Linked DNA regions of Mus musculus: region 1 is linked to region 2. The links are chromatin contacts, called in public HiChIP or PLAC-seq maps. All regions are on one chromosome and are shown on one strand. The core of a region is the stretch at or near the end of the contact, and the rest is flanking DNA. Distances in the headings are between cores, read along the strand shown.

Evidence for each region. HiChIP or PLAC-seq counts read pairs in DNA pulled down with a chosen protein or histone mark.
Region 1: an H3K27ac HiChIP or PLAC-seq map of large pre-B cells shows a contact between it and region 2, with 5 times the contacts expected there. The contact joins two enhancer-like sites. A contact is called at or near these places in 3 of 39 promoter capture datasets (embryonic stem cells, pre-B cells and stem cell-derived epiblast-like cells) and 1 of 115 datasets of contacts at active chromatin or transcription factors (large pre-B cells).

What each region holds. Positions count from the first base shown.
Region 1 is chr3:68,705,908-68,711,303 of GRCm38.p6, reverse strand. No RefSeq gene overlaps it. Among named protein-coding and RNA genes, the nearest start is that of Il12a, 17 kb to the right of the region's middle. Within about 2 kb of position 1,698, at least 73 of the 459 cell types and tissues checked have an H3K27ac peak or open chromatin away from gene starts, as enhancers often do.
Region 2 is chr3:67,490,802-67,496,853 of GRCm38.p6, reverse strand. It overlaps Rarres1 (retinoic acid receptor responder (tazarotene induced) 1), which reads left to right. Exons shown (of 6, transcript NM_001164763.1): 2 at 1,043-1,108; 3 at 5,750-5,930. Among named protein-coding and RNA genes, the nearest start is that of Gm40067, 21 kb to the left of the region's middle. Within about 2 kb of position 3,808, at least 25 of the 459 cell types and tissues checked have an H3K27ac peak or open chromatin away from gene starts, as enhancers often do.

The DNA.
Region 1 (5,396 bases), core at 449-2,948, 1.2 Mb before region 2:
CCTTCACCTTCTTTTCCCTTGGGTGGTTCTCCCAAGCCCAGAAATCCTAAATTCCTCCTAAGTCTTTTCTACCCAGCTATTGGCTGTCAGCACGTTTATGTTGGAGGTTGGTTCTAATGCTTTGATTCAATCAGGAATCTGCATGTCCCAACACTAAAGGTCCACTCAGGGTAGAAGAATGGGATGCAGGAGCGGCAGGAAATAAAGCCAACCAGCCATGTGAGACTGGAGTAGCAGAAGACTTAGGAGTGCCCAGCCTTTGAGGTAGCCAATGCATTTTTAAAATAAGCTAATGTATGCTTGTCTTTCATTCGAGGATCTGAAGATAGTTCCTTGGTGGCTGTGTTCGTGTGATCCGCTGGGAGCCAAAGCTGCGTAGCCAAAACTCACCACAACATCTTTATTTACCAATCAGGAATAATTTGGGATCAAGGTCACATGGTGTCGGGTGGGGCTACATGCAGATCCCCTCTGGGACAACCAGGTCTTGGGGCTCAATACTAGCATTAGAATACAAGCAGCATCAGGCCAACCTACTATACCCACTCACTTCCTGCAGGCAGATGAGCTTTCCCCCCAGGTTATGAGAACAAGGAGAACTGGCTCCACCACTCATTGGCTACAGTACTCAGAAGAGTGGGTCCTGCAGTAGAGCAGAACAGCTCCTGGTTTTGTAGGTACAGGAGAGCTGGTAGCTGACCAACTCAGCTCCCACCCAGGCCCAGATCCAGGGCTTTGAGTTGGACCATTCCAACATCCACCCCATCTACAAAATACTAGAATACTTGAAAGGCCAGTCCTGCAGATCCAAAGCTGCAGGCTCTCCGTGACACAGGGTAACAACAGGATATCCTAGAGGAGTCTCAGTGAGGATCCATTATTGATAGTATAGCAGAAGCCAGAGGCCTCAAACCAGGCCAGTGACTCATGGCAATGAACATTTGCAAGGAAAGTTGTTTGGGCAGAAGGGTCTACTGTGGGACACACCACAGCTTCCACAGTGAGAGTTATTTATTTATATTCTTTGTTTTATTTTAGGAGGGAGATTGCAAGGCAGATATGAAGGAATGGGGAGATGAGTGGGATTGGGACCCAAGATATGAAATTCACAGGAATCAATAAAAACTTTTTTAAAAAAGAAGCAATGAGCTTTTGGCTGTGTAGGAATGTCTTAAAGGTGGTTAACATGCACTTCTTAAATAAGGAGTTTGTTTTGTTATAAGTGAGTATAAAACTGTGAGGAAATATTAAATGCATCATCTATTCTTATGTAGAACGAAGGCTGAAATGCCCTGAGCAGATATGTAGTTAGTTACCCTGCCTAGGAAGCTGGGGAGAGTGGATTAAGATGGCTTTCGCCCAGCTGGAGCAGGAACATAGCAATACTGATGACATTAGACAGAAGCCACAATATGCACACTGAGATCACTGAATTTGAAGCAAGATGAGGGCAGAGTGCTGTTCTTGCCCAGTATTTTGATAACTGCTTGAAAGATGTCGTCTCTGCCCTGGAAGGTAAGCAGGAAATTATATGAATTAGTAGCTTACATGAAATCAACGTGAGTGTCGGGGAGCAATTTTTAATATGAAAAGTGTTGGCTGTTTGCTTACAAACTTCAGTTCAGAGGATTATGCAAATTCAGTGGTAAGTACGGGGTTACCACCGTTTAATAATGATGACTCATGCCGCAGTTAGAGGAAGGGCTGAAATTCCAGTTCAGGTGACCTAAACAAACGCTTACTTGTCTTCAAAGCCTCTGTCCCCATCTGCTCCAGGAGTGCAACATCCACTCAGACACAGGTGCTTGTCAAATTCTAGGCCGGAGACAAGTCTTAGTAAAAGGAAGATGAAGGCTGTCTGCAACTAGAGACCCAGCCAGTATAGACTGAGCCCGCCCATCTCCAGGCACTGAAGCAGTGCTCAGGGAGGCCACTGGGTGGCACCAGTGAAGCTTGCCCACACTGTAACAGAACACGGGAAACCAGTAAGGGCCACAATTGTCTGGACTCAAGCCAGACCATAGGGTTCATTCCTCTGTTTTTAAGATCCTCTCTCTCTGTCTCTCTGTGAGTCTCTGTCTCTGTTCCTTTTTCTCTCACTCTTTCTCTTGGTCACATTGCTACACTTGAGCTCAAAACAATTCAAACCTTTGATTATTTATAGTTTATATGATCAGAGCACCAAGTTGCTTCTCAGGGAACTCTACTTACACATTTTCTACTCTAAAAATGCAGACGTGTATAATTGTGCCGTTAGGGTACACTAGAAGTCCAAGCAGGTTTCAGGCCAGCGAGGTTACTCTGGAGGTTTTTGAGGTGACAGAGTTTAGAGTCACCTAGGAGACACACTTTGGCTGTGCCTGTGAAGGTGCTTCCCCTGGGGTTTAAGATGTGCTCAGCATCACCTCGATGGCTTTATTCGGTTGGGAAAGGAGAGATCTGAGCCCCAGGCTCCATCTCTCTCAGGTCCCTTACTGCCAACTATGCAGTACATAGAACTACAGAAGTTCACACAGAACTTCTTACACGGCTGTGTCATGCCCACCATGACAGACTGTTCCCCTGTATTCTGAAACTGTGATCCCCCTCACCCCAAATAATCCCTTCGCTCCTTAAATTGCATCTTGTCAGATATTTTCTCATAAGAAGAAAAGTAACAAAGTCAGAGCAATTGCCCAGCATGTTGGAAGAAGCAATCCCCAGAAACGGGAGTAGGGTGGGGGTGGGGGTGGGGGTGGGGGTGGGGGTGGGGGAACAAGCAAGCAAGTAACCAACCAACCAACCAACCAATCAAGCAACCAAACATCAAATGACTTCATTTCAGAATGCCATTCCAGGCCGGGCTGGTCTACTTCCTGAAAAGCCAAGCTCTTTTCCAGGACATCTCTGGAGGTCTGCTGCCCTCTGGCGTTTTCTCTGGAGAAATTCAAGCATCTTCTCAGAGGACCTTCGCGTATCATTCCCTCCCCCTGCTCTGGTAAAACTGCAAGGTCTGATTCTCAATTCAGGGTCATTTACTTTGGGAAGCGGGCGAATGTATAGCAGAGATACGTTTAGTTGAGGCACAACCAAGAAGACCGTATCTGATCTTTGTTTCTCTGTCTCTGGCCTGCCTCTGCCTCCCAGGGATGGAACAAGTGTCTTATCATTCAAGGATTCTCTCAGGAGAACAATGGATCCCACGAGGAGTTGGGAAGGTGTGTGGGGAGGAGGGTGGTGGATGTGGCCCCCTCCAGGGATTTTGTTGATGGAAATTAACATAATAGATATGTTTATTCAACTGTTTTAAAAAGAATCCACAAATTGTAGATGGAGAGAAATCACCCTTTAACCATGGTTACTGTTTTCTTTGCACTGTTATTTACTTACAAGTTATTGGGGGTGGGGGTAGAGTGGGGGGCGGGGGTAGGAAGTCAAAATCAGGGTCCTGTGTTTGCTACCTAAGTGATGTACTATTACGTTTCACTATCAATTCTATGAGTCACTTTTTAACTGTTTTATTTTGAAATTGTGTGTGTGTGTGTGTGTGTGTGTGTGTGTGTGTGTGTATGCAGGTGAATGTATGGCCAATGGAGTTCAGAAGAGGGCATCTCCTAGAGATACAGGTGACTGTGAGCCACCTGATGTGGGTACTGGGAACAGAACGTGTGTCCTCTGAAAGAGTAGTATAACTTTTTCACTTTTTAAAGCATCCTATTCTGCTCTTGCTGTCATCTTGGTTCTGTGGGCAGCAGGTGGTTTTGAACCCAGCTCTCTGGTGCCTGGACTGAGGCTCGGCGGATGTAGTCCAGGTAGAGAGGCTCACACAGATATTGTCACTGGTTTGGGACAACTGTATGTCCCTCCTTGTTCTTTTATTAGAAGAGTGAGCAGAGCCTCTCAGTTTCTGAGATGTTTTTATTTAAACCAAATATTTTACTATTAATTCCTGATCAGATGAGGAGGGGGACTCTTCTGTATCCTGAGCTTGCTGGGTTATATTGGTGCTTGGGTTCACAGGAAGCTTCCTCTTCACGTCTTCATGTAGAAGCATATTTCATGACACTCTCTAAGGACCCCTGTTTGATGATTGTGTCCCTATGAGAATGGTGGGGCTGGACATTTGCCCATGGTCTGGAGTTCCTGGGGTAGAGCAGTTGGTGCCTGCTGAAAGGCTTAACCCCAGGTTAGGGGACCTGAGATGCAGTGCTGGGATGGAGATTTCAGACATTTCCAGGCCTCCCTGATACACAGGTCTGAGGAGTTCTGACGATGGCTTTCCAGTTTCTGACGCTGTTGGGAGGCCCTGGGTGAATTCTGACTGCTGGCCAGACTTGCAGTTGTGCCCTGGAGTCCATAGATGGAGTTCTGTTCATTTTTGCCCCGTGTTGATGGACATTCCTTGGTTAGAGTTCCTTGAGCCAGTCACCCACCTTCATCCTGCATTAGCCCATTCACAGCCGGCTCCTGTCTCAGAAGGGCTGAACCCATTTGCTACAAGCTTGATTTTCAGCTGAGAAGACACTCCTTGCATTTATAGCAACATTAGTCTCCTCAGGCAAGCTTGGAAAGCTAAAAAGTAAAAGGTAAAAAGCCAAAAGGTTCTGTTACAGAAATAAGGACACGAGTGGCTTGAATCAATTCTGGGAGTTTTTGTCTTTGCCTTCGTTTCAAAACCTGTTTGAGTAAGAGTATTACTTCCGTTTCCGGTCTCTGTGGGAGACTACCCGACAGGAAGGACTTGAGAAAGCAGGGATTTGTTTGGCTCCTAGTTGGAGGGGATACAGTCCACAGGGCTGGGAGAGGTTGGAATAGCAGTGCCTGCGGCAGGGTCGGCAGTGTCACTCCACGGCTGCCTTAGAGGGCTCTAGCTGGTAGCTGGCTGAGCTGATGCCCTAAAAGCCTGAACCCGATGACCTATTTCTACCATCCAGTCCTCATCTCTTAAAATTTCACAACCTTTTAAAATCTTGTCAGTAGTTGGCGAACCAAGTGTTGGCACACCTAAGCTTTTGTGGGTGCATTTTATATATAAACCATGACAGAAAAGGAAACTTACCTGGCGCATGCACTGAAAAAGCTCTCAAAAATGGAGTCGCTGCGTAGGCAGTCACTGAGGAGAGAGGGTTTGGGGAGGTGCTGTTACCAGGACTCCATTGGGACCCCTGAGCTGCCTCTCTTGGGAGCAGTGTGGAATAGAATATGCGATGTTTGCTTGGTGCTATGGTTTGGACCTGAAATGTTGTTCGAAGACTCAGTCTTGGTTGCCTGCTGATGGTATTGGGGAGTGGTGAAAACTCTAGAAAGTGGGGCACATTTGGAGGACCGAGGTCACAGACACTTGGTCATCAGGATTATTTAGGAACCCTACACCACACCCCTTGCTCTTCTCCTCCTCTGTGAGGAAAACCACTTTG
Region 2 (6,052 bases), core at 2,559-5,058:
TAAGCCTTAAAGCCTTTAGCACAGGATCTTTAGGGATCACTTAATATCAAGACTATGGCAAAGAGCATAAGATCTGAAAACCCCTCCAATTATTTCTGCCTGTAGGGCATCACTAGATCTAGACGTGGCGGCTGCCTGACTGTCCTTCATCCCCCTTCGTGGATACTGCATTGTTTCAGGCACCTCCCTTGATGCTCTTACTCGAAAATTCACTGCTCCCTTGTTGCCTATATTCTATTTGACCAAGCGTGACACAAGGAAGCCTTCATCTATGTTCCTGTTGCCTGTAGCCCGAGTGCCCAGATCGGGGCCTGGGGCACGTGCAGAGCACCCAGGGGAGGGAGGAACTGCCACCTGGCTGGTGCACATGCCCGTTTCTCATTTAACTACTGTCACAAAAGTCAGCTTCCATTCTGTGTTCACCACATCCTTTCCCCAGCTTCGTCTTTCTGAGTAGGTACCAAACCGTAAGCAAAATAGTCCGGTCAGTTCAAAGTCTCTGTTTTTCAAGACTCTCCAGTTTTACTGGGGCATATATATATATATATATATATATATATATGTATACAGCAACTCCACAGACAAACCACAGTGCCCAAGGACATAATGCTTTTAATATTTTTTAAAAGTTTATGTGTATGAATATGTATCTGCATGTATGTAAATGCATTATACCCATGTCTGGTGCCCTTGAAGTCCAGAAGAGGGCACTAATTCCCTTGGTACTGGAGTTACACACAGTTTTTAGCCACAATCTGGGTGCTAGGAATTGAACCTGGGTCTCCTGAAAGGGGAGAAAATGCTCTTAACCAATGAGTCATCTCTCCAGCCCCAAGACCATGCTTTGCTTTCCCTGTGCTCCTGATGTCCTAGAACTCACTACATAGAGTGGGCTGACCTCAAACTCAGAGGAATCTGCCTGCCTCTGCCTCACAAGTGTTAGGATTAAAGATGAGTGCCACCATAACCCAACAGGAATATTATGGATATGAAAATGCTTATATTTCTCCCACTGTGTTAAGATGAAGTTTTTGTATTTCAGGTCAACCCTCAAGAAGGCTGCGAAGTGGACTTGGTATTTAGCACAGAGCAATACAACCCCGAGCAGGTAAGCCGTCCCGATTAGCGATGCAGCCTATTAGCAAGGTCCATATGTCCTGTCTTGCCTTTAGAGGAAGAAGTGAGAATATGAACAAGTAAAGCCTGGAGATTTTCATTTTTCATCCTACTTGTTTGCAAGAATGAAAGAACAAAGCATAAGAGACTGAGTGCCCACCACAGCAGTGGGGTGGACTGGCAGGCGGCAAGTGAACTCACCCTTTACAGTGATAGGAAAATAGCTTTTTGAGCGTGCTGCAAAAAGGGCAGGGGGATGGGCAGTAACTAGAAAGTAGCCTGTAGGCAAGGCAGGATTGCTGGGGAGACTCCATTGAGTTTTACAATTATAGCAAATATTTTCTTAAATCAATATGCTCAGCTTTCATTTTTAAGTATTTTAATTTATTCTTTGAAAATTTCATACATATACAATGTATTTGAACTTCTCTACCTCCCAAGGACCTTCTCCAATTCCCCCTGACACCCACCAACCTACCTTCCTCCTCCAAGTACATTATTATTACTACTGTGATTATTAGGAGTAGCCCATTGAGGCTGATTAGTATTGTTCACATACAGATATATTGGGGGCCATACACTGGGGCATGGGCAACCTACCAGTGGCTGCATCACCAAGGAAAAGTGAGTCTCCCCTCCCCATTGGCTATCAACTGCCAATAGTTCCTCAGCTAGGAGTGGGGCCTCAACAGGCCACCACATCTGCCATGTCAGGGAAGACAGCTTTAAAAACTGGTTCTGTGTATGGGTGCTTTGACTGCATGTATGTCTGTGTACTGCATGTGTGCCTGATGCCCTTGGAGGCTAGAAGACACTGGATTCCCTAAAACTGGAGTTACAGACAGTTGTGAGCCAGAATGTGAGTGCTGGGAATCAACCTGGATCATCTGGAAGAACAGCCAGTGCTCCTCTTCTTCTCTTCTCTTCTCTTCTCTTCTCTTCTCTTCTCTTCTCTTCTCTTCTCTTCTCTTCTCTTCTCTTCTCTTCTCTTCTCTTCTCTTCTCTTCTCTTCTCTTTTCTTCTTCTTCTTCTTCTTCTTCTTCTTCTTCTTCTTCTTCTTCTTCTTCTTCTTCTTCTTCTTCTTCTTCTCCTCTCTCTCTCTCTCTCTCTCTCTCTCTCTCTCTCTTTCTCTCTCTCACACACACACACACACACACACACACACACACACATACACACAAAGACAGCCTTTCCGTCCTTTTCATCCCCACCTTTCTGGCTCCTCCATTCTTTCTGCACTCTTCTTTGATGTTCCCCAAGCCTTGGATGAGGGAGGTTGATGTAGATATCCCATTTGTTCATCTATGGCTGAGAACGCAGGCATTTATCCTCAGCATTTTGACCAGTCATGAGTCTGGGCATTGACTTCAACTCACTGCAAAAAGAAAGATCTCTGACCAAGGTTGAAAGTGACCTAAACCTATGGAAATAAACATAAATAGTTTCCGCAGTGTGACAATGTGACTATTTATCGAAACGGCACCCCTGGGACCTACGATTTCCCAAGATAAGGCTTACAGTACCAGACATGAAGTTACTCCCATGGGATAGACCTCACACTCTAGTAGAAACTGTCTAGATGGTTCCCTCAGCAACCATCATGACAATGGTGCTTTCCTGGCAGGCCATGTTGTAGCTTACAGGGTGCTGAATCTCTGATCACCTTTCCACCTCCAGCAGCCTGCAGAGCACCTTCCAGCTCTAGGAGAACCAGGCTGCAGGGAGCTTTTCCTGGTCAGTTTGAGACTGACTTCTTGGAGTTCTGCAAACATGGTTGGTGTCTTCTGTAACAGGGCCCTACTATTTAGTCATGATGTTTTGAGGACCTCCAGGGCCCACCTGACCAAATGACTTGTAGCTTGGTCTCCTGTGCCCAGCATTTGTGTTTCTTTGAGTGCCGTTTTATGATGTACAAGTCCTGTCACGTGAAGGCAGACCGTTGTGATTGGCAGGTACTGCTGTAGGAGTTAGCATGAGCCACTTTGCACATGATTTCCAGATGTGCAGTCTCAGCCATGTAAAACAGGGGCCATGCAAATTAGAGGAATTCCGCATGATCATATATCTGTCCTGGTCAAAGGCTCAGGTCCCAAGTGTCAGGCTGCAGTTCAGTGGCTAGAGCACTCTGTGGCAGCAGTTTGGAATCACTAGACCATGCCTGGGGACCAGCTCCCTTTTCTGATCTTTTATTAAGGCCTTCAACAATGAGCGCTTTACACATCTGCATTTTAAAGTGTCCACATGACTGTCGTTTCCCTCTTCCTTAGGGCCCCTGGGAGAGAATTTCACAGCTCTCTTGGGTGTCCCTCCTTACACTTCATAGTCCTTAAAGTGACTCACCATGGAGTGCCAATATGTTCTTTTTCCTGTCAGCTGGTGACATTTCTAGTTGGCAGGCTGGCATAGCACGAGGCCAATTCCATATCAGGTTAAAGAATCACATACGTAGACACATTGCATAGAACACGGAGCAGGGCCCATGCAGGCTTCCGGCATTACCTGCCTCACTGCAATCCTGGCCACGCACCCCATGATTCGCTAAGTTGCCTTCACCCCATTTTCAGGAAAGAGTAAGAAGAAACCCAATGTGGAAATCAGAAGCAGATGAACACCCCTGTGAGGAGCTAGGCTTAGGCCAGCCCAGATTGTCAGCAGTGGTGGTCTGAGTCTAAGCCTGGGAATTTCAGGCCATGCTGCACATCAAAGGGTCACAGGGAGGCAGAGCATCAGGGACAAGGCCATCCCTAACCCAGTGCCTCTGGAAGAAAGCTTACCAGAATTCACAAACAATAAACCCACTTGGCTTATTAACCTTAGAGTTAATTTGTTTCAAAGGATTAGGAAGATGCCCTTAATTTTTAGTTTTGCAAACTGACAGCCTGAGAGTAAAGCTAATGGGATGATAATAATTACTGGTTTTTTGTTTTGTTTTGTTTTTTTCCCTGACCAACAACACGTTGCTCTGGACTTGGGATTGTAGTAAGTCCACATGAGTGCAGCTGGCTAGCAGGAGTGGAAGTCAGCTGTTCATCTTCCAGGCACTGCTTCCATGGAGCTGTCTGGTGGGTTAGACAGAGGAGACATTGTGCCCAGCTCTTGTCCTCTTCACTGCGGATGGCAGACACCAAAGGAGTGGGAAGGCTGCTCTGATGGGAACCTTCCAGTTCTTCTAAGGAGCACCAGCAATTAGCATGCTAATGTGCCCCAGAAGCCCCTCCTTCCGCCCAGAACAGGCACTGTAAGAGAAAAGTTGCACATGGCAAGCTTATTTCAGTTTTCCGAACTAGTTCTAGAAGCAGGCTTACTTTGAAGATCCAACTTGATTATAATTTCTTTCACTGTGGGCCCTTCGAGTTTATTTCTGGATCTTGCCTTAACCAGGGTGCCATTTAAACCACAGAAAAGAAATGAAGGTTGCTGCTTTCAGCTGTTCCACCAGCCACATTTGGATACGACAGCCAGACTAGGAGCCCATGGCTTGGCTTGGGCTGTGGCTTGTGACTATGAACTCCTTGTTCTAAGTCTAATGTTGATGGTATGAGCATGCGCAGTTTTCTGGGGCTAAGTCCTTGGCTTTAATGGTCAAGTTAAAGACCATTGACCAAAATGGTCTTTATTCAAGTAGTCGTATTGAATAACTACTATTCAAGAGCAGAAAACTGAAGTCTAGGAGAATCTATGATGTTTTGGGATTTGAAATAAGTGAGGGTGCTCACAGAAGCCACAAGATGAGGATGATTGAGGTATCTAACTTGGACTAGATCTCAGGATAGGTACACAGAATTATTATAGCAGGGGTTAGTAGCTGAGCTCAGACAGGGACCACCTATTCAAGTACTGAGAACTTAAGATGTAGAGTGAGTTCTTTTTTAAACTTAGCATTTTGGTCTTTAAATATGGAATGAAAGGAGCAAATTCATGCGTGGACATGCTGGTGTTTTCATTAATAGGAACCAGCTCTGTCTTCCAATTCAAGTTAGTAAGCTTAATATTCAAGGACCCAAGGAATCAGCCAAGAGTTGGTTCCAGATAGAGTGAGGCAGCCCTTCCCTTAGACATTTGAGCCAAGAAGGGCTCAACAGACATCAATGCTATTTCTTTGCAAGAGGCCTGGCATTATTATGTACAGAGGCAATCAGAAAGATAATGCTAAAGGGACAACAAAGATGGAAGACTACCTTGTCGTGTCTCCCTTGTCGTGTCTCGGTTGCCTTTCTGTTGCTGTGATAAAATACTAACAAAAGCAGACAGACACAAAGGATTTGTCTCATAGTCCACCACAGCAGGGAAGTCACTGCACCTTCAACCAGAAAGCAGGAGAGGTGAATATATGGGTGGCTCAGCTCATTTTCCCCACGTATACAGGCCAGGATCACAGACACCCACAGCAGGTAGGCTGATTAACACAGTCATGCCTATAGGCCCATCTCCCAGGTGTGTCTGGGTTCTAGCCAGTTTACAGTTCACCTTAATCACAAGCCATGAGCAGGAAAACCCACCTTCTATAAAGTAAGCTCCATCTGTTGTGATGGCCTGCCAATCTCACTGGATTCTCCGTCCGTGTGTTTGTGTGAGTTGCAGTGAGCACAGTTGGTAAGGGACCTTCCTGGGTAACGTCAAACCTTTCTTTCAGGAAGGTGAACGTTTGGGCAAATGTTCTGCGAGGGTGTTTTTCAAGAATGAAAAACCCAGACCGGCCGTTAATGTAACGTGCGCACGGCTCTTTGATAAAGTGAAGAGACAAGAGAAGGATTATCGGCTTTACAAGCAGATGAAGCAATTGAAGACTCCTCTGCACAGCATCAGCATACCTGGTATGATCAGTAACTGGGTTTCCTATGTCAGGAAAATACATGTATACACGTATGTATAAAATCACTGAACCTTAAAAAGATCGATTATTTACATTTGCAAATCTGGACAGATGCTCAATTTC